Regions from separate parts of the Sus scrofa genome. Here region 1 is linked to region 2. A link is a contact called in public HiChIP or PLAC-seq data. All regions are on one chromosome and are shown on one strand. The core of a region is the stretch at or near the end of the contact, and the rest is flanking DNA. Distances in the headings are between cores, read along the strand shown. Region 1 has its middle 220 kb from the start of NRIP1. Region 2 overlaps NRIP1 (nuclear receptor-interacting protein 1).

Evidence for each region. HiChIP or PLAC-seq counts read pairs in DNA pulled down with a chosen protein or histone mark.
Region 1: an H3K27ac HiChIP or PLAC-seq map of skeletal muscle shows a contact between it and region 2. The contact joins two enhancer-like sites. A contact is called at or near these places in 2 of 2 datasets of contacts at active chromatin or transcription factors (alveolar macrophages and skeletal muscle).

The regions. Positions count from the first base shown.
Region 1 is chr13:180,138,333-180,142,591 of Sscrofa11.1, reverse strand. No RefSeq gene overlaps it. Among named protein-coding and RNA genes, the nearest start is that of NRIP1, 220 kb to the right of the region's middle. Within about 2 kb of position 1,966, at least 4 of the 83 cell types and tissues checked have an H3K27ac peak or open chromatin away from gene starts, as enhancers often do. A contact at or near this core is called in skeletal muscle, where this site is marked.
Region 2 is chr13:179,865,350-179,869,605 of Sscrofa11.1, reverse strand. The region is part of intron 2 of NRIP1 (nuclear receptor-interacting protein 1); the gene reads left to right. Among named protein-coding and RNA genes, the nearest start is that of NRIP1, 49 kb to the left of the region's middle. Within about 2 kb of position 2,860, at least 4 of the 83 cell types and tissues checked have an H3K27ac peak or open chromatin away from gene starts, as enhancers often do. A contact at or near this core is called in skeletal muscle, where this site is marked.

The DNA.
Region 1 (4,259 bases), core at 717-3,216, 270 kb before region 2:
AGAGTTAGAAGGTTGCTCTATATGAACAAGCCTGTCACTTCTAAACACTAGGATACTTAAAACTCTAGGCAATGAAAATGGCTTAGGAGAAAAATATATATCCTAAGGGGCTGATAGAGTTAATCCTCCAGAAACCTAGATTTTATTTATTTCTTCAAAGCAATATCATGCTCATTGTATTGCAAAATATTTTATTCATCATAAGTACATATGTATTAGTAATTTATGGCTTACAAATATTGTCTCTGGGGCTGTCTTCTTATCCATAGTGCTGTGTAAATTGTCTTTATTAGGCCAAGTCCATAAGATCTAGCTGCTAATGCTGAGGTTAAGGCAAAAAAACATGGGCATGTGCCCCTTAATCTTACTGACCTATATTTCTTTGTTTGTATCTCAAACATTATTTTATTTTCCTGCATGAGTATCACAGTCTTGGCACAACCAAGTTTTATGTTTCATATTAGTAAAATCAAACATCTTTTTTTTCCCCAAATGAGAATAAGACATTGCTTTAGTACATTGCTTTTGAATTATTTCTTCCATTCAAAATGCAGGTGAAATATCTTGTCCCAAAGGAAAGACAGTTATTATCCAACTTGGTAGGTGTAAAGTAATTTAGCCCCCTCCCCAAATATTTGGAGAAACAATTCTATCCATATGCCAATAAAATCCCTTTTCGTAAGCAAGTGTGTCTCCAGTCAGTGACTGACCAAACGCAAGTGGTGTTCGCTAAGACTTAGAAATGAAATGCTTTCCCCAGAGTGAACAGCTTCTCTCAAGAATATTCGGAGTACAGTGTGTTCCCGGCATGCAGCACCTGTTACCCACTTGTTTAAATGTCTCATGAAGGGGACAGAGAAAAAATAGTTTCTCTCTGTCTCCGGGAACATACATAAATTTAGCATACAGTTCTTTTTTGGCCAAGTACAAGTTTGAGTTACCTTAAGGAAGGCCATAGGATATACTTCGTTGAAGATGCTCTTCACACTACAGTTTATTCCATAAAATGACAGAGTGGAGATGGTGAGCCAGGAGAAGGGAGGAAAGGATGAAGATAAAAGAAATGTCTAAATAAAATGGAAGGAAGGAAGTATTATAAATCCAGCCTTGAAACTGGGTGCTCATATTGCTGAAGTTTGCATTACGTCCAAGTGTTTGGTCTCCAATTTCTACTTAATTATGAGATGTGAGATTCAGGTAATTGCTTTTAAAATATTGAAAAACCAGTGTGAATGAATGAAGGTGTTATTGTCAATTCTCTTTAGGAAACAGGTTGAGTTGAGGTTGTTTTCCCTACATTTTGAGATTAACTCAGTCTAAGGAGAGAACTGAATATTGTCCCCATGATACCAACCAGTCCTAATCTCATTAACATCATCCTTGAATGAAAATATTTAGGTTCACCATTATTTTATTAAGTGTAGGTATTTACCATTGTTGAAAACATATGAACATTAGAATGATTTTAGAAACAAAGGCATTGCTGTATTGATTCAAGTTGTTCCATGTGCTTAAATAAGCATTATCTACTACAGAATGCACATCCAAGTGAATGCAGTTGACCCTTGAGTGACAAGGGTAGCAGCCTCCTACAGGACTACATGCTCCAAGGTTGGTTGACTCTGTGGATGCAGAGTCACCAATATGGAGCAAGGACTATAAAGTCATAAGTAGCTTTTCTACTGTTTGGAGGGCCAGTGCCCCTAAACCCCACATTGTTTGAGGGTCAGTTGTACTCTCAGAGTACATGTGTGTGGGTTGTGCATTTACAAAGATGAGTGTGTGGACTCACATGGATACAGTCACACAGCCCACAGTGTTCAGACAAAGTTGTAGCTCCTCAGCACCTGATCTCAGCATTTCACTCCAATATTGAAGTAAAACACCTGTCTTTACCCTTTGGACTACTGTAAATTTCAGAGCACTGTTTATTAATAGCCACTCTGTGAGTTCTCCAGTTTTCTGGGGCTGCTCTCAGAATTACAAACATACTCATAAGAAGGGAATTCAAGGTCAGCAGTCTGTGTTAAGCAAGCCCTATATTTATAAAGTTTCTAGAAATGGATAACTTATCATTCTTCCTCTCTATGCTTGCTGGGCTCAGGACCAGCCGCTATTTTCACAAAGTCTTTTTTTAACGCAGAGATGAACATCTAACATGTGTCTGTGGTTCAAGCTCACCCTGAGTGCTGTGACTCTGGTGACTGGCTAAAGACTAACACTTTGGAATCGGTCCCACCTTCTCTTCCTGCCAGTCTGGCTCACCTCAGAAACAGGTGCAAAATGAGAAGCAGCATCCAGCCTCAGAAAAACTCTTTGTTGTTGCAGCATTTCTGTGCAGGAAGTAGAAGAATGTGAAGTGATTAGAAACGTGTATTTCTGTTGTTGTAGCGTGCGTGTGTGTGTTTACACATTATAATTTAAAATATTTTCCTTTTCCCTCCCTTCCTCCCTTCCTTCCTTTTTTTTTCTTTGCTTTGCTCCTTCCTTCCTTCCTTCCTTCCTTCCTTCCTTCCTTCCTTCCTTCCTTCCTTCCTTCTTTTCTTTCTTTCTTTCTTTCTTTCTTTCTTTCTTTCTTTCTTTCTTTCTTTCTTTCTTTCTTTCTTTCTTTTTGGCTTTTCATTAAACTTGAGCAAGAGCTTGTATTTAGTTTTGGACTCTGACCTGCTTTCTTAAAACCCCATCAAATACAAAGATTTCATGTTCCCTGTTTTTGTGGGATTCTGTACAATGTTGAGTTTGCAGTTAAAGTCTGATGTGTGTCAAGAAAAGATTTATGCACAGATTTATGAACAAATCTAGAGAGAAATCAATAATTAAAAATCAAAGCTATAGAATCATTATAAAATGATGATGTAGTTACCCACATGTGAAACTCTTCCCAGGAAATGATTCAAGAAAATGACAAGAATCTTTCATATTTCATCCAGAAATCAGGGACTGCCTTGAAATCTCAAATAAAATATATAAATTTAAAATGTAACAAATATCTGGTGAAAAATCATGCAATAATAATAATAATGTATAAAGCCATAGTACTGTATGTGGTAGAGTGGGCACCCAATAAATGTTTGTTCTTTCTCACCAAAATAATTACAAAATGTTTTGTTGTATCAGTAATCTGCAGGAAGAATAGAGAAAAAGAATAAAAATTTGTCTGTGTGCTACCAGAACTATCCAGTGGTGAGTGTTTGCTACCTGCCCCATATGAGCATTCTGTTTATCTCAGCAGGCACCTACTTAAATGGAGAGCATGGCATTAGTCTAGGATAATGTGATAACGTTAACCAGAAAGATCACTCAACTGTCTCCACTCTGACTCAGTACCCACCAGAAATGGCTAAATCTTCATTTCGTTTCTCAAGTTGACTTTCCTTGTAGGACACCAAAATATTCTGCTTTTCTTCTTGACAATTTTGCCAAGCACTAATTCATAAATTGTTATTGCATTTAAAAATAAATGTTGGGGTTCCCACTGTGGCTCAACAGGTTACAGACACAGCTAGTATCCCTGAGGATGTGAGTTCAATCCCTGGCCTCGTCAGTGGGTTAAGGATCCAGCATTGCTGTGAGCTGTGGTGTAGGTTGAAGATGCACCTCGGATCCCATGTTGCTCTGGCTGTGGCACAGGCCTGCAGCTACAGCTCTGATTTGACTCATAGCCTAGGAATTTCCATGTGCTGCAGGTACAGCCCTGAGAAGGAAAAAAAAAAAATGTTGATCTTTTTTACAATGAGAATCTATCCCTCAAAATCTCTTCACCAGATTTGTGATTATAAATTGATGGAGTCAAAACATCCTCTCTCCTCTCAAAACCCAACAACTTAGCAATCAGGAAAAAAAAAAAAAAAAAAAAAAAACAAACGCATAAATGAAAACAAACAAATTGAATATATTTTTAAAAATTAGAATAGATCTTTAACCCAAGCTGTGGTGTTCAAAGACTGGAGTAAACAGAAGAACAATTTAGAAGAGTGGAGGTAATAAAATCTTGCAGGTGGGCTTACTAAGATATCTGGCCCCTAACAGCACTAGAAAGTCTCAGAAATTAGAATTACAAGGAGCAATTTGACGATGTCAGGGAAAGTATTTGAAAAACCACATAGGGAGCAATTAGCCCCACATCCCCAGTCCCTACTCATAATGACTACCCTACTTCTCACACACCTGCAGGCATGAGGCACAGAAGACACACAAGGTACCATACTTAGGGGGGGGAAATAAAATGAAGCTTACTGGGAACCCTGAGCCTTCCTTTT
Region 2 (4,256 bases), core at 1,611-4,110:
CATCTCACAGCTGCTACATATTCCCAAATTCCACTTTGCTTTGTTACTCTTTCATCAAAATAATTCAACCATCCCAGTAGTAAATGACCAGAGAAAAGTAACAGACCTCTTTAATCAGTCCTAATTTTACCGTTACAGTGGGAGACATTAATATAATTAGCATTTTTCTAAATTTGATGTCTTTAAAGAATTGATTTTCCATAAGTCTTTTACTTAATACTTTAATTGATATAACTAACATCAATTTTGGGAGGAAAATTCCCAAGCCTCTGTGTCAGCTAAGGTTTTTTCCCTCTCCCATGAAAGGTTTCAAATGAAGTAATTAAAATAATTTTAAAATGTGTTGATTAAAGTATCAATTCATTTTCTCTTCTTACACAGACCCTGGTCTTTTTTGCTTAAATTAACTGTTTTGAACCTGATTTTTGCCTGGAATCTCTGGTACATTTGCCCTTTAGCCATGCCACCTCTGGTTTGCACATCTGAAATTGATGTGATTGTAGCAGTAGAGCTTATTATGCACTTTATTTAGATAATTAAAATTTCCTCATTCTAAAGATTCACTGGTAATTTTCAAACCCTATTTTTTTTATTTTCTTATAGAGAGATTGTTGATAGTATAATCTATGCAAGTTCCTAGCTTGAAGCTTTTATCTCCTGCTATTACTACTACTCATCCTTGTCATCTTGCAGCTTGTATGCTGAATTTCTCAAAATATTTGTGGTGAAGGACCAGTTTTCCTTCGGTTGTCATCACTGAATTATTGTAGTCAAATTTTTTTTTTTTTTTTTTGGCCACACCTGCAGCATATGAAAAGGTTCCTGGGCCTGGGAGCGAATCCAACCAAGCAGCTGTGACCTGTGTCACGGTTGCAGCAATGCCAAATCCTTAACCCACTGAACTGGGCCAGGGTTTGAACCCACATTGCCAGGGAGACAACACCAGATCCTTAATCCACTGCACCACAGTGGGAATTCCTACTAAATCATTTTTATTGTATTTTTTAAAAGCTTCTTCTGTGGCATATTGGAAATTAAGAAACAGACATACAAATTTTAGTCCAAATCTTTCATCATTAAATTCAAGATATCTGTCTAGTTGTGTAAAAGTTTCCTAATTACTTGCAAATTTTTCTCTTTAAGTGGATTACCTACTTTCTAGAACATACTGTGTACTTCCCTGCTGGGACTGATGCTCCTCCCACTGCCCAAAGGATGCTTTTAGCCTAATTGGCAAAGTCTTACTTGTTAGAATCAATTTGCTGAGATCCCGTTGTGGTTCAGTGGATCCAACTAGTATCCATGAGGATTTGGGTTTGATCCTTGATCCCTGCCTCGCTCAGTGAGTCAGGGATCCAGCATTGCCAAGAGCTGTGGTGTAGGTCACAGACTCGGCTTGGATCCCATCTGGCTGTGGCTGTGGCTATGGCCAGCAGCTGTAGCTTCAATTCATATGCCTCAGGTGCGGACCTAAAAAAAAAAGCAATTCAGATGCCATCTCTAGGGAGTGCCTTCACTAAAAAAAAAAGTCCATATTTGCCCTTCATGCTTTTTTCCCACTTTGTTCATGCCTTCTCTTATAGTAGTATCTCATTATGTTGCTAATTGTATTTTTTCCTGACAAGTTGTGGGTCTACTTAAGGCTGGTTTATCGATTAGTTATCCTTCTTCAATTCTCAACGCACAACAACTTCTCTATATATATTTGTGGAGTTGTTACTTCTTGTATGGTAAATTCAGAACAGCAGTGACTGTCCAAAGGTGGGAGATATTTCATATCCCTGTTAGCCTACTAATCTTCTTTTTGAAAAGGCCATTCTTTTCTTTTCCCACCAGAATTTTGGAAACATTTCTGTACAGAGAACGGTATTTATCTGTCATAGTTATAATGTAAATTCGTGAAAATTAGAAAGCAGAGACTTCATTTGAAGATTAAAATCAAGATTGTACTTCTTAAGAAGTACTTCTTTAGTAGACTAGCAGCAGTTCTCAAATTTCTTGGTCTCAGGACCCTTTTGTACTCTTAAAATACTGAAGACCCCAGGGAGTTTTTGTTTATGAGATCTGTATCAACCAGTATTTACCATATGAGAAATTTAAACTGAGAAAAATTCTAAAGCACAAGTATACACAAGGATGCATTCCAGTAGCCATCAACACAGTGCCACACAGCACGTAGCCACCGACAGCTCCACTGTCGACTTGTGGGAGAAAGAAACGGAAAGCAGATAACAGTTCAGTTTCATGAAAAGTAATTTTGACCTCATGTGCCTCCTGAATCAAGCATGGGTACCCTGGAGTCCCTGGACCACACTTGGAGAACAGCTGCTTGATAGACAATTCACTTGTCTAATTGCCAACAGAATAATCTGTATTTTTATTTCAATAAAGTTGTAACCTAGCTTTTGTGTTTGTGGATTAGAATTTTTTTTTTTTTAATATCTGCAGGGTCTATCATATTACCCACTCTTCTATTAATGTCTAGACATAGAATGTGCTGGAACCTATTACCAGTGTTGGCTTGGCAGCTCTAAGACGGAGATGCTTACTCAAGGAGATGTCATTTTATTTGTGGATACTCAGTAAGGTCATTCCTAGTTATGCCCTGTCAGTACCCTGGCTTTCAAGTTCTAGCCCTTTTTATGATGTATAAACCACCAAATACTTCTGTGGTGGTTCTCTGTACTCCAGAGGGTTTGGTCACTTTCTTAATTATTCCACAAAGTCAAATTTATACTTCTTTGAGGGAGTGAGAAGTCTCTACCTTCAAAATCTTCCCTTCTCTCCTTTGTCTGACCTTTCCCTCCACTTGCCTCAACCTGATCCCTGATGCTGGCTCTCCTTTTCTGAGAGTACAGTCTGCTCTCTGGCAGATAGTTACTTGGCCCCAGTGACTCCTGTGTTTTTTCACTCCTACCCTCTTACCTTGGCTGATACTCTGTTAAATTCTTTCTGAGGTCTTAGCAGGACAGTCAGTCTCCTAGAGTATTTGACGACTCTCTTCAAATTAAATGGGTACTGGGTCTTCCTGAGAGTTCTGAGAATGCGTCATATGTACCTGTCAGCTGCATGGGAATACCAAGAGGGCTGCTGGTTTAGACTCATTAATTCACTGACAGCGCAATATTCTGTTTACTTATCTTTTTATTGTGTGATGGTGTCATGGCGTGAGCTGCAATTTGGGGATTTATCGTTGTCAGTGATAAACTAGAAGCACAAAGCTGATAGAATGTTAGGGACGTTTTATTTTTTAATTCTGTGTCCTAAACATAGTAGGCAGTCAATAAATGTTTGCCGAGTTAATTTTATTTTCATTAGTGTTGATGAAACTGTGAGCTCCAACGACATTACGCTTTAAGCCAGGCCTCTCTCTCTTATACCCAAGGAAACTATGCCCTCACACTGTTCTGAAAAAGTACATGTTGCTGCCTTAATAAGCAAAATCCTTACTGATACTTAATGAAGATGGTTATTTGAAATGTACAAATTCAAATCTCAACAGAATCTACTTCTGACTCTTTGTTAAACACCTCTGCAGAAGTTCTTAGTTTTCTTGAAACTTTGTATAGGTCATACTACCAAGGTATTTTGCAAACCTAGGCTTGAGACACCTTAATTATTTTCTTCTTTTTTTGATTTAATGAACTTGATATTAAAGTTACTCTATTTTATAGGTCTGTTTTGTTATACACATTGCTATCTAAATACTTAAACCAGGCTTCATTGTTTTTCAGAGCTGTCTTTTTTCTTTAATTCTCCTGCCCCTGCCTTATTTTGACTATGTTTTCTTCTCTGCACTAATTTTAATTTTTTTTTCCCTGTAAGCCATCAACAACTCTCCTGCTTCTGTTTTTGTTGTTGCATTTTAACATGAATTTAAATCATACCATTGCCTGTAAACCTTCCAGTGCTTGCCAGATAAAGGCCAGCTCCTTGGCATGACCTTGATTCAGAGTCCTTGGTCCCAGTTGTGTTTTCAGCCTAATCTCTAGTCACATTGGACCACTTCTTCCTGTATCACACTCAGCAGTTCCCTTCCTTTGAGTGCTGTGTTTTTGTTTTGTTTTGGTTTTTCTTTTTTTTTTTTTTTTAAGGGCCGCATCCATGGCACATGGAGGTTCCCAGGCTAGGGGTCAAGTCAAATTGGGAGCTGAAGCCGCTGACCTACACCACAGCCAGAGCAACACCAATTTCCAGCCACGTCTGCAACCTACACTGCAGCTCAAGGCAGCACCAGATCCTTAAGCCACTGAGTG